Regions from separate parts of the Macaca mulatta genome. Here region 2 is linked to region 1. The links are chromatin contacts, called in public Hi-C maps. All regions are on one chromosome and are shown on one strand. Each heading gives the region's core, a stretch centred on a gene start, on an enhancer-like site or on the middle of the called end of the contact. The rest is flanking DNA. Distances are from core to core; before and after follow the strand shown.

Region 1 (6,379 bases), core at 295-2,794:
GAACCTTCCTGCTCTGTGCTGTAGGGCTGGAGATGCTGGAAGTGGCTGGAGGGAGTTGTAGCTGGACACACTTGGTCCTGCAAAGGCCTTCACCCCAGGCTGCGGGAAAGGAAGCTGAGGCCTGGAGAAGAATGAGAGTGCTAGTTGGTCACTCTAAGAGTTATCTAATAATAGTGAGCTCCAAGCCTCAAGCTGTGCTGCCCACCAAGAGCTGCTTCACCTTGCCCCTCTGTGAACTGTGTTCTGGACCCAGAGCCACCTGAGTTCTCTCCTCTGACCATAGGGGTCCCCCAATGATCACAGAGCCGGGGGATGGTGGGACCCTCGGAAAACATGGGGCCTGGGCCATGGCTTCCTGTGGCCACCAGGGGGCAGAGCCTGCCAAGCCTGCAGATTCCAAGCAGGGTGGGCTCTTCCATCCCCTCAGCTACACTCAGGCCTGAGCCACTCCCAGGAGGGCCAGCTAGGCTTCCATACCAGCCTGGTCTCTGAGAGCTGAGCTACCCTGAGAGCTGGTCTAGGGCTGTCCCCTTCCCAGCCTCCTATGGATCTGGCAGTGTAGTCATGCTCCTAGAAGTTTCCGCCTTGAGCCATCGTTCCTGATTCCAGCCAGCCTCTCCTGAGCTCCCACTTCTGGCACTCCCAAACACCCTTTTGGGGCCCCAGAGCCTTCATAAGTCCTCATTAGCCAACCTCCTCTTGGGTCCCAGCTGCCACCCTCATCCCCATCCTCTAGCACACAGAATGCCTGCACACCTGTGGAACAGACCCCCAGGCCTTCCTGGGGTGGTCCTCCAGGTCCTGGTGTGCGACTCTTGGCTAAGTGGAAACAGGGCCTCCGGGCCAGGCCAGTGACTGTTCTCCGTGATGGAGAGAAAGGCAGGCAGGGCAGCCTTAGGAGCCCTCTGCGCTAGGGGGAGCCCGGGAGCAGGTCTCTTGAGGGCAGCTCAGGCCTTGCCTCCTACCTCCTTGTGGTCTAGGGCCATTTGGTTTTCTAGCCCTTGCCTCCCCATCCACCAGCCCGCTACTCACCACGGGGTCCTGCACCGTGTTCTTCTAGGCACCTTTCCGGGGACCAGTGCTGGGCTTTCCCCCGAAGCTCAAACGGCGCATGCCCAGGACTGTGCACCTCGCAGTGCCTCTTTTAGCCAAAAGTGTGGCCTTGGCAGCCAGTCTGCACCCTGTAGCGGCAGCGGGAGCGTCACATTACCGTGGGCCGGCAAGGCCAGCACAGTGCAACAAGCGACAAGAGGGACTGAGGGCCTGGGAGGGGCAGAGAACTGTGCCGAGGGCCCAAGAGAGGGAGGATGCAAGAAAGGAGATCAGGGGGGTGGTCCTGTCCACTCCCCCAGCCCAGGAGCGTCCATCCAGGGCTGGCACCAGAAACAGGCAAGTGGGCTGGCTTACCTCGGGTGTGGGGCTCCAGGTCCGGGTGGCAGCGAGGGCTGGGGCCCAAGGGACCTGCTGCTGGCGGAGCCCGCGGGCCTTGTCTGGAGGCCGGGCCCAACTCCATCCCTCAGCAGCCTCATGCCCGCCGCCGCAGCCGTCCGGTGTCAAATTCCAGCCCCGGCGTCACCAGATCCTGGGGTGGGGCTGGGAGCGCCCCTGCCCCGCCCCACCTTTCGGGGCTCACCTGGCTGCTCCACCCGTCGGATCCAGTCCCCCCTAGCTTGGCTAGGTCCCCCGAGGTTGGGAGGGGGGTAGATGCTAGGAGGGGCCCCTCGGATATGGAGAGTAGAGAACTCGAGCGGTAGAGAGGCACGGAAACTGGGAGTTGAGTTTGTAGACACGCGAAGTAGAGAGCCGGGAGGCCGGGCCGAGGGCGGGAGAAAGTGAGTGAGGGCGGGGAGCAAGAGGAAGGCCGGTCCCTGCGTGGGGCGGCTGACTGCTGGTGCCTGCAGATTTGGGGGTCCTGGCTGTCTGCCCTGCAGCAACTGCTCTCTGCTCCACCCGATTCTTCTCTCAGCGGCCAGTTCACCTGCCTCGTTGGGTTGCTAAGCCTCTTCGCAGAAGCTTTCAGGGTCTGACTCTGCTCTAGTCTCCGCACAGCTCACCTCCTGTGCTGCTTAGGGCTTGGAGTATGGACACTCTTGCAAACACGGGGGTCACTGGGGCACAGCAAGGGCAGTTGGCAGAAGTGGGTACTGAGGGCTGAAGGCAGGGGTCACAGAGGAGGAACATCTGAGCTGAGGCTTGAAGTAGGTAGCTGGAGGGCAGCATTTCAGATGCCTAATTATGGCAATTTGGCAAGTGGGGTGAGGGCTGGGTGAGTAACATGGATGGAAAGATCCTAACACTGGGGACCATGGGAGGGTTTTGAGCAGAATGGTGTGATCAGACAGATATTTTTGTGGATGACTCTGGCTGTAGTAAAGAGGATGGGGTTGGAGAGAAAGGTGGAGGCTGCTGCAGAAAGAGGATGAGGTCTGATGCAGGGCGTGAGGGAAGCGTGGGGCTACCAGGCCCCAATCTAGAACACGCAATTTTGAAAATTTGTTGGTGCCTGACTGGATAGGGTGAGGAGGTAGGTAGGCCCTGCAAAAGTGTGCCTTTGGCGGGGTGACTTGGGGGAGGGGTACATCCCGGTTCCTGGGAGGAAAGGCAGGGGCTCATGAGTTCAGTGTTGGACATGTTGAGTTGGAAGGGCCTGTGGTTTATCCAAGTGGAAATGTTCAGGAAGCAGGTGAATCTGTAGCCTGGAGGGAAGCACAGAGAGCTGCGCTGTCAAAGATAATTTGGGAATTGCCAACCAACTGGCAATTGGAAGCTGTGGGCAGGGATGAGAGTACTGGGGATGAGTGTGGACCGGCTGTACCCTGGCTATGCTTCAGAACTACTGAGGACCTTTAAAACCTACCCACATCCGGGCCTCAACCTAGACTGGAATCAGACTTTCCGGGTGGACATGTGCAATTTTCAGATTGCACAGGTGATTCTGGTGCATGGCCAGGGCTCAGAACCATAGCTTGTTTGAAAGTAGTTTCCTGCAGTGGTGAGGACTAGAAGTCAGACCACAGAGAACTGCTGCTGGAGGTGGTGGGGCTGCTGCAGGTGTGCCAGGAGCCCCCTGGGATAGGAGGCCAAGCAGGGAGAAATCTGCTCTGTCACCTCCCACAACCGGCTGCTCAGTTGGGGCACCTGCCTTGGGGCTTTTTCAGCCAGCAATACCTCTTATGGGCATTCAGCTTATGCCCTGTGCAACTCCATGGGGCACCATCCAGGCAGGAACATGTGCATGGTAGTGACCTTATTTCCAGTAGAATATAGAGGAGGTTTCTGGGTTGACCTGTCCCTCAGTCAGGGCCTCCCTTACCCCCTGCTTCTGCCTAAGGCCAGCCACAGTGGGAAGGAGCATGTGGGAGGCTGCTGGTCCTTGGGATGGCCAGGACTGCAGCCTTAGGGCTCACCAGTGGGAGGGCAATCCAGGGCTGCCTGGACTCTTAGATTGGGGTGGGTGAGAGAGGGGTGCAGGGGCCGGCTGACCCACCTACTGCCTGCCAGTGGCAGTGTGATAGGAAGCTCACTTCATGGCCTCAAGTGCAGGCGACAGTCTGGTCTGTCCATTCTCAGGCCTGCCTGGGGATGCTGGGGAAGAGAGGGATCAGACTCTAGGACTCTTAAGAAGGCGAGGTGACATCTTTTCTAAAGTATGACAGAGGATGCCTAGAGGGGAGCTGAAGGGAGAGGGTGTGCCTCTGTGCTAATGATGGGGGGTGGGGCATGTCCTTCCCAGAGGGCGGGTGTCGGTAGTAGGGTAGGTCTGTGGGCCTCTGCTTCCTGCAGGGGCTCAGCAGTACATCTTTCCTGTGCTTGCAGGAATACCTGCCCTTCCAGAGGTGGGGCTGTGGCAACCCCAAGGCAATGTCCTAGGACTCCAGTCCTGTGCCTCTGTCTCCTCTAAGAGTGTGCCCTGAAACCTCTGGTCTCAAAGCAAAGAGGATACAGGAGATGCCCAGAGGCCTCTGGATGGCTACGTAGGTCCTGCACTGACACAAGAAGTGAAAGGGGCCCAGGACTGTGTGGACTGAAGAGAGGGCCCGAGGTTTTGGCGTAGTTGCTGAGGCTTTAGGTTCCTGTTTCTTCCAGAAAGTCAGAGAAGGCAAAAAGAGACCAGGCTCGGGGAAGAGCTTTATTGCTTCCACGGGGGTGGCCTGGGACAGCTGCCACAGCTTAGGTAAGGTCCTTGGGCCTCACTTCCCTCTGGTCCAGGCTAAAGGCAGAACCCAACCACCTGGCAGTCTTGTTGCTGAAACCTAGACCATGTGGCAAGTTGGTGAGTCCAGGCCTGCGGTAGTCCTGCGGATCAGCCGCGGCTGTGGAGGGGAGCTCTTCCCAGCAGGCCGAGCCAGGCGTCACCCTCCTGAGCTTTAAAGTTCTGCTGTAGCCCTGGGGCGGTCTTGTTGGCTCCAAAGGGACGGCTCCAGGGTTTCCCTATGGGACAGCTAGGGCTGGTGAGTGGGAATACCCCATCTTCTCCCCAAGAAAGGCCAAACAGTGTCATGAGCTGGAGGGGGCTGGCTTGAGATCCTGCCCACCACCCTGTAGCCCCAGAGCAAGGTACAGGCTGGTCATGGCACTCCTGCCCCACAGGGAGCTAACTGGTAACACTGCCTGATGGGCCCTCTAGTGGGCCTCTTCCTGCATGGCAAGTGGACCCAACTTGAGATCTCCAACCTTATTTAAAAATAAATTATCCCTACCCTCCCCCCTACCCAAATTCACAAAATGATAATACACCAAACACTGATTGGAGAAGTGATTCTGGCAGCAGCCTTGCTGCCCAGTGTCCCCCTGCCTGCATGCTGGGTCTGCTGGGCACAGCCAGGAGCCTGCTGGCCGTCTGGCATCAAGGACCCATGCTGAATGAGGCTGAGTGCTGGTCTCTGAGACTGGCTGCTGAGCAGGCACAGCTCCGGCTGCTCCAAGGCCTTGCTGCCCCTGGGACCCTTGGCACTGTCCTTCTCTGTGTCTGAAGACCCCTGTGTAGGTGGTGCTGGCTGCTGCTGCTCCTGGTGGTGCCTGGGCCTCTATGGCCGTGTGCTGGACCCACTCAGATGCCACTGCTTAGATCAGTGATGACGCGAGCTTTCACCAGCTTCCGCAGAAACTCTTTCTCTCGCTGGATATTGTGCGTCCAGGACTGAAAGCAGAGATGAAGTGATCAGTTGGGCCTTTGCTCAAACCTTTACTGCCCCTTCTGGGGCTCGGTGCCCTCTTCCAGTCACCACTCTCCAACACTCTGTGACCGTGGAAATCTGAAGGCGGATACTGGTAATCAGTTGTATCTTCAAGGTAATGATGGCCCTGCTCTAGGAGTGCCACAGCTCATCCTCCTCCCTTCCCAAGGCAGGGAAAAAAGAACCTTCATACCCCTTTCCTTGTCCCAGGAAAACCGTTAGGCTTCCCAACCTCCCTCCTCAGTGCTGGCGGAAGGACCTTGTTCCCACAGACTTCAAGCCACTTCTTGTCAGGAAGCACCTAGGTTATAGACACCCTGCGGGCAGGCAGTGTGAGTCACTGAAGTCCAATAGCAAGGGGTGGCTGAGTCATTCGCTGGCCTGATGCAATCTACTCTCCAGGCCTGGGGGTGGCGGATGAAATCCTGCCTCCCAGATCAGAGGAGCCATGGGGCCTGCAGAGAGATGGCGAATCTTTTTTAGAAAATTAAAAATAGGCCGGGTGCGGTGGCTCACGCCTGTAATCCCAGCACTTTGGGAGGTTGAGACGGGCGGATCACGAGGTCAGGAGTTCAAACCAGCCTGACCAACATGGTGAAACCCCGTCTCTACTAAAAATACAAAAATTAGCCAGGCGTGATGGTAGTGCCTGTAATCCCAGCTGCTCAGGAGGCTGAGGCAGGAGAATCACTTGAACCCGGGAAGCAGATATTGCAGTCAGCTGAGATCGTGCCACTGCACTCCAGCCTGGGCAACAGAGAGAGATTCTGTCTCAAAAAAATAAATAATAATAATAATAATTAAAAATAATTTTTAATTGAAAGAATAATTGTATATATTTTGGGGGAAGAATGTGATGTTTTGATAGATGTATACATTGTGGAATAATTAAATCAAGCCAACCTCACCTACTTACTAATTTTTTATGGTGAGCACATTTGATTATAGTTAATAATAATGTCACATATTTCAAAATTACTAGAAGAGGCTTCTGGGGAAGACTGTACCCAGCATAGGGTCCTTTCCTAACCCCAGGACTCTCACCAGAAAACTTTGATGAAAAAGGCTTGATTGAATGAATGGATGAATGACAACAGCCTTATCAGAGTTTGTCCCCAAGTGACCTCTCTGTTGCATTTGTCAGCACTGAGCTTCACCATAACTGTTTATTTTTTATTTATTTATTTATTTTTTTTGAGACA
Region 2 (5,983 bases), core at 2,928-5,427, 420 kb after region 1:
GACCCCTGATGGGAGAGTGGGTTTACACCACCCCTGTTGAGGATGATTACAGTAACTGCAAACACAGACAACAGTACTCACTAGATGCCAAGCCCTGTGCTATGCACACTTTATACATACTATCTTTAATCCTCATAACAACCCTTATAAGGCATGGGTTTTTATTATAATCATTTGACAAATGAGGAAATGGATTCAGAGAGGTTAAGCCACTTGCTTAAAGTCACGCTGCTAGTAAACAGAGTCCAACCCTAGCAATATAAAACTCGAGCTCTTCCCCACTGTCGGAGGTTACTTTCTCTGATGGGCACAGCTCTACGCTCTCACACAGCTCTCGCTTCTCTTTGTCCGGGCCACATTTCTCTCCCATACCCTCACACCAAAGCCCCTCCTTGATGCTCCTCCTGCACTGAGCCTCAAATGCCCCAAATACCTCAAGGGCCACATGTCCAACTAAGAGCTTATTCTCTGCCCCTCCTCACCAAGTCCCTAACTCAATGAAGCTTCAGGGCCTTCAGTGAAGGCCCGCTCAACCACTCCCAGGAACCTGGACTCCTTCCTCTTCCTCTCCTTCACTCCCACATGCAATAATCATTCTGTCCTGACAAGTGTGCCTTCAAGATGGCTCCATGCTACCACCTATCAAAGCCAGCATCTTCTCTTACCTTACTTACCTGCACCTCTTGCCCCACTGGGCATCCTGTCTCCATCCTTTTCCCATAGCCACATAGCATTTTCTGGAAACATAAACCTGACCACCGCACACTCCACCCTCCCTATCCAAGCTTTAAGCTTGGTGTTTTCTCTCTGGGTTCTCAGAGTAAAATGATAGGTACTTAACAGGGCATTCAATGCCCTCTGTGATCTGCCACATCTCTGAATACTTCACAAGTGACAACACCTCCCAGTCTTTATTCATACTGTTTTTTATCTACCTCAAGTCCTTTCTCTCTTCTTCAAACTCCTATTCATCCCTTCAAACCCAGTTCAGATCACTTCTTCTTGGTCTCCTCTGGGACTCATCTCACCCTGACCTCTGAACTCTCCCCTGTCTCTTGATGAACTCTTCCAATGTTCTAACTCAACTCAGAACTGCAGCTGCTTTAGTTGAGCAGATGCCTGAACCTTAGGCGTGGGCTGCCTCTTCTACATAGCTGTTAGTCCCAAAGGAAGCAAGGCAGCCGGGGCTGAAAGTGCCTACCCCGGGGTCTGGCACACAGTCAGCAATCAATAACAGGTAACTGAATTGCTTTTGCATTCTCATGGTGCAACCTGCTCCCCCAGGGACCACGAGCTTCTCGAGGGCAGGGCCCTGGCTGCAAGCTTGGACCAAGCACACAGCAGTGTCAGTCACATGGGAAGTGACTGCCACTGCTGATGATGCACTGCCACACAGTTCCCTTGGATTCTTACAACAGCCCTGGGACCAAGTCCGGGTTGGATTAGCTGCCCCATTTTACAGGGAGTGAAATTGAGACTCAGGGAGAAAGGGGCCTCTTTGAGGCCTGAAGCTGGAAAGTGGAGGAGCCGTGGTATGTATCACAACCTCTATTGCAGGAGGTCTGGGTCCCCTCCTCCCCGCCCCCAGTGAGGATCCTTAAAGCTAGACTCCCATAGTTCGGGCTGATGGAAAAAAGGGTGGACTGTGCCCAAATTGCCAGGGCTGGTATTTTGCTGCATATCAATACGATTACCTACAAAAGATGTGTTGCTAGTTTACGTCTGCTGCAGTCTATAACTCTGCCCCGCCAAATTTCTTCACCAGCACCCAACCACCCCCTCCTCTCTCGGCAGCCCTGTACACCAAGCCAACCTGCACAGGGCACACAAAGCTGGATAAAGGGGAGGTATCAGTAGTTGCAAGAGGAAGGAAGAAAGGGAAAAAGGAAGGAATTATGTTAAAACAATTTTCTTGTTGAAAGAGGGAAGAGGAAGAGCAGTTGGAAAAAGAAACTAAAAAAAAAAAACACACAACACTATACAGACACTTCAAATGATGAGGGAGACTGAGCAAGTAAAATGTGCAAGAAAGTGCATATACAAAAATGCACAAGGATGACTGTGCATGTGCACAGGTGTGCTGCGAGTGTGCAGGCACAGATTGCTTGAGCACTGGCCGGCATGCGGGTCCAGGTTTGTGAGTGGGGTCAAGAAAGCAGCTGAACAGGGAGTGTGTGGGGGGGTGGAGGGGGGTGAGCTGAGTGTGGAAATGAAGGCAAGAGGGTAGGAGAGACTGTGGCCTGTGCCTGGGGCGGAGAATGTAGGGGGTTGTACTTGGGGAGTTACACCTGCTCCTTCTCGGAGCCCTAGGCTCATTCATATAATCAGTAAAAAACAGGGATTTTCATGCTCCCTGAAGCAAGAGTTAATAAGGCGCTAAGCACAGAAATTTCCTTAGATAGCCTGTCAGAACTCTCTTCTGGATCCCTCAGATCCCCGAAGCCTCCCAAAGGATCCCCCATCAGATCTTCCCTTCTCAGCAGATCTCTCCCCATGAGCACCCGCCTGGAACCAACACCCCATATCCTTTTCTACGCCTCTCACCCCAGTGCACTTCCCTGGTTCTCAGGCCAGATCTGGCACCAGGTCGCTCTGGATCTCTGCCCTTGTTCCTTCAGAAGTGGAGCCTTCCTCATCCTAATGCAGCCTCCCGGCCCTGCTCTGTGGCCCCTCAGGGAGATCCAGACAACCCGCAGGCTGGGGCAGCCTCCCTCTCCCATTTCACAGCTCAGGCAGGTAGCGCTCCCCACCCCCAACCTGCTCCAACTCAGGGGCCCTGCACTGGGGGGCAGGGGGGTTTGAAATGGGGAGAAAGTCTAGCCCCTCCCCCTCCGAGGTGGAAGAACCAGAGGGGCAGCATTCCAGGGAAATGGGGGGGCGCCTAGCACAGAGGGTGCAGAGACACCAAGAGATGCGTGAGAGACAAGAGGCAGAGAGACACTTAGGGAGGGAGACAGAACCCAGGGAGAGGAAACAGAAGAGACCCAAGGGGAGAGAACAGAGAGACTCAGGAACAGGGAACAAGATGACCCAGGGAGACAGAACGGAGAGACCTGGGGAGAAAGAACAGAGTGATCTGGGGAAAAAGAACGGAGACAGCCGGAGAGACCCTGGGATTGCAGGGGCACTGACACGGGGAGGCAAAGACGCCAAGGAAAACAGAAAGCAGCCGAGACAGAGACGTGGGCACGACGATGGGGAGCCGGCACGGCTCGGGACAGGACGCGGGGCAGCCGCTGAGTGAACTTTCGGAGCGGGTCCGAGTGGCCACGTCCTCATGGGACAGGTCGCTCCAGGGCCTCCAGGGCGTTGCACCCGGTTGGGGGCGGGCACAACCCGTTCAGCCCCTCCCCAACCCGTGCTCGCGAACGAAGGGGGTGGGGGGCTCCAAACTCGCGCCCGGCGCAGCCCGGGACTGCACGTGCGCCGGGGCCGCGAGCGAGACCCGGGCGCGCCGGCTGCGGATCCCCCGTCGGCTGGGAGGGGGCGCCTGTGCGGCGGGGGCGGGGGCGCGGCCTGGACCCGCCCGGAGCCGGGGGCTGAGGGGTCTGAGGGCCGCCCCCGGAGCGCGTCCGCGCTAGAAGGGGGGACGAGGCGGGACTGATGAGGGGGAGCAAGAGCGCAAACGGGAAACTTTGCGCTGGGCGGGGGAAGGGGGGGCGGGCTGCGGCTAAGGTGCGGCGGAGAGGGAGGGAGGCAGCGAGGGGCGGCGGGGAGCGAGCCAGCCGGCAGCGCTGGGGGCGCGTCTGCCGCGGGGTGAGCGGGGAGGAGCCGCCAGGCTGGGGCGTGGGGGGGGCTTCGCCGAGGCTGCGGGCGCGGCAGGTGGGGGCGCGGCCCGGCCTCAGCGGCGCCCTCGTCCCCCCGGGACCGCCCCCAGCTCCGCCGGGTGGACTAGCGGGGAGGGCAAGGAGTACGGGGAAGAGACGGGCGCGGAGGGGGCTGGCGGGGGGCCTGGGGGTCACTCACCGCCTATCCAGGGGCCGTCGGTCCGCATGTCCCCCCGCAAGCCGCTGGGGCCGCTGCTCCCACTCCTCTGCCGCCGCCGCCTCCACCTGGTCCCGCTCCCGCCACCGCCACCCGAGCTGGAGCCGGAGCCCGAGCCGGAGCCGGAGCTGGAGCCGCCGCCTCTGCCGCCGCCACCGCTCCCGCCGCTCCCGCGCCAGCTCCAGCCGCGCGCTCCCCTCTCGCTCGCGCCCGCGCCCCTGCCCCTGCCGTGCGCGCCCCCGGCGCCGCCCCTCCCCTCGTGCACTCTCGCTCGTAGAGCCGCGGAGCCGCGGAGGCCCAGAGAGGCCACAACTCAACGCCAAGTCGAAACCGACCGGAACCTCAATGTTGAACCCGAACCCCAATAATGAACATGGACAGACCAAACTCTGATACTACATCCAGATCCTTCTAGTGGTTCCCAGTCCTAGCATGAACCTAATACCATTCTAGGACCGCATTTCCTCCCCATACAGATCTGAACCTGATACTGAGTCTACACCTTGCCCTAAACCCAATATTGAATCCAAAGCCCTTAATCTGCCCCCAAATTAGCACAAGTAGGAATTTTGTTCTGAACCTCTGTACTGATCCCAAATACCAATTCTGACTCTAAACCTCTTTATTACTCTACCTGCCCTAACCTTGATAGTGATGTTAGCACCAACTCTGGACCTTAAATGGACCCCTGTGCTAATGCTCAGCCCCCAGTCCCTAAATGAACCCTAAAGTCCAAAAGCTACCTTGCTATGGACCCCAATTCTCTCTCTTCTGAACCCCAAGCCTTACATAAAACTCCAGTACTGCTCTCCCATTCCCAGATCAACACCAATGCACTCTGAATTGGGATTCTCAATTCCAGAGTTGGGATTGAGTCACCAGAAAAGGACCCCCAAACAAAGATACTGACCTGAAACCCCACCCAACCTTGAGACCATTTAGGACCCTAAACCAACCCAGCTTTAATAATAATCTTAGAATCCAAGATGAGACTGGCTTTGCAGAAACCCCACACAAAGCCCCTTCATCCTCATGCTCACCCTCCACTTCTCTGACCTAGTGTCAACCCCAAGCAGAGGCTGGCTAATACCCCAATATTATACCAATTCCAACTGTGAACCTTACATTGGCCTCGGAATTAAAGACGTGATAATGCCCTCTAAGTCAAATTTAAATCTCAGTATTGAGTTTCTGACTTCTCATATCAAACTCAAATGATGACCCTAGAAATGTCTGGGTGAAACCAACAACCTACCTGAAGATTTATTCCAAGACCCACTGATGAGAGGGATTTGATGAGCTTCAACCCAAGAGCCCCTGCCTCCAGACCCCGCCCCCATGCAATCCATGCTACAACTACTGAAGAGTCAGCCAAAGCCACACCAGTTCTTTCCTATCTACCGCCCCGCCCCCCCCACCCCCCACTCCCCCATTCTCCCCCACTGCTTGCTAGGCTTCACCATGAAGATTGGGGGAACCTACCCCCGCTGCCCTGGGTCAGGTAACTGAGCAGAGGAAGAGATGACATTTCTCCTCTGTGGGGTTTCTTCTGCGGGGTGTTTCTGGTATAACACCTGAGTTTGGAGTCAGGTGAGAAATAAAATTTGGACATTGTTGAGGTGCCTGGATTCAGGGATCACGTGGTAATGTGCAGGGCAAGGTTGCTGTGATGTTCAGGGATCTGGGCTGAGGGATCAGGTTCTGGTAACCACCTGATTTCACTGCCTGTTTTTGTCCTGAACTTGAATTCACAAACAGTGCGTGTGCGCCCCCTGGTGTGTGAGGAGGGGATGGGACTGGCTCTGGTGATTCTGGACAGACAGTTTGGTTTGGATGACAAACGGATCAAAAATGAATATTTCCGGCCGGGCGCGGTGGCTCAAGCCTGTAATCCCAGCACTTTGGGAGGCCGAGACGGGCGGATCACGAGGTCAGGAGATCGAGACCATCCTGGCTAACACGGTGAAACCCCGTCTCTACTAAATACAAAAAAGTAGAC

The links. Hi-C and Micro-C count contacts between places; a contact is called where the count stands out from the background.
Region 2: a contact with region 1 is called in a Hi-C map of fetal cortex germinal zone, with 4 times the contacts expected there. The contact joins the promoter of PTPRF here to the promoter of ARTN in region 1. A contact is called at or near these places in 4 of 14 Hi-C or Micro-C datasets (blood, fetal cortex germinal zone, fetal cortical plate and 1 more).

The regions. Positions count from the first base shown.
Region 1 is chr1:196,721,040-196,727,418 of T2T-MMU8v2.0, forward strand. ARTN (artemin) reads right to left here and starts at 1,545. Exons shown (of 5, transcript XM_077960633.1): 1 at 1,408-1,545; 2 at 1,033-1,181. ST3GAL3 (ST3 beta-galactoside alpha-2,3-sialyltransferase 3) reads right to left here. Exons shown (of 11, transcript XR_013403186.1): 11 at 4,117-5,140.
Region 2 is chr1:197,133,476-197,139,458 of T2T-MMU8v2.0, forward strand. PTPRF (protein tyrosine phosphatase receptor type F) reads right to left here and starts at 4,178. Exons shown (of 30, transcript XM_077960287.1): 1 at 3,967-4,178. The region is part of intron 1 of MED8 (mediator complex subunit 8); the gene reads left to right. It overlaps LOC144337853 (a long non-coding RNA gene), which reads left to right and starts at 5,650. Exons shown (of 2, transcript XR_013411460.1): 1 at 5,650-5,977.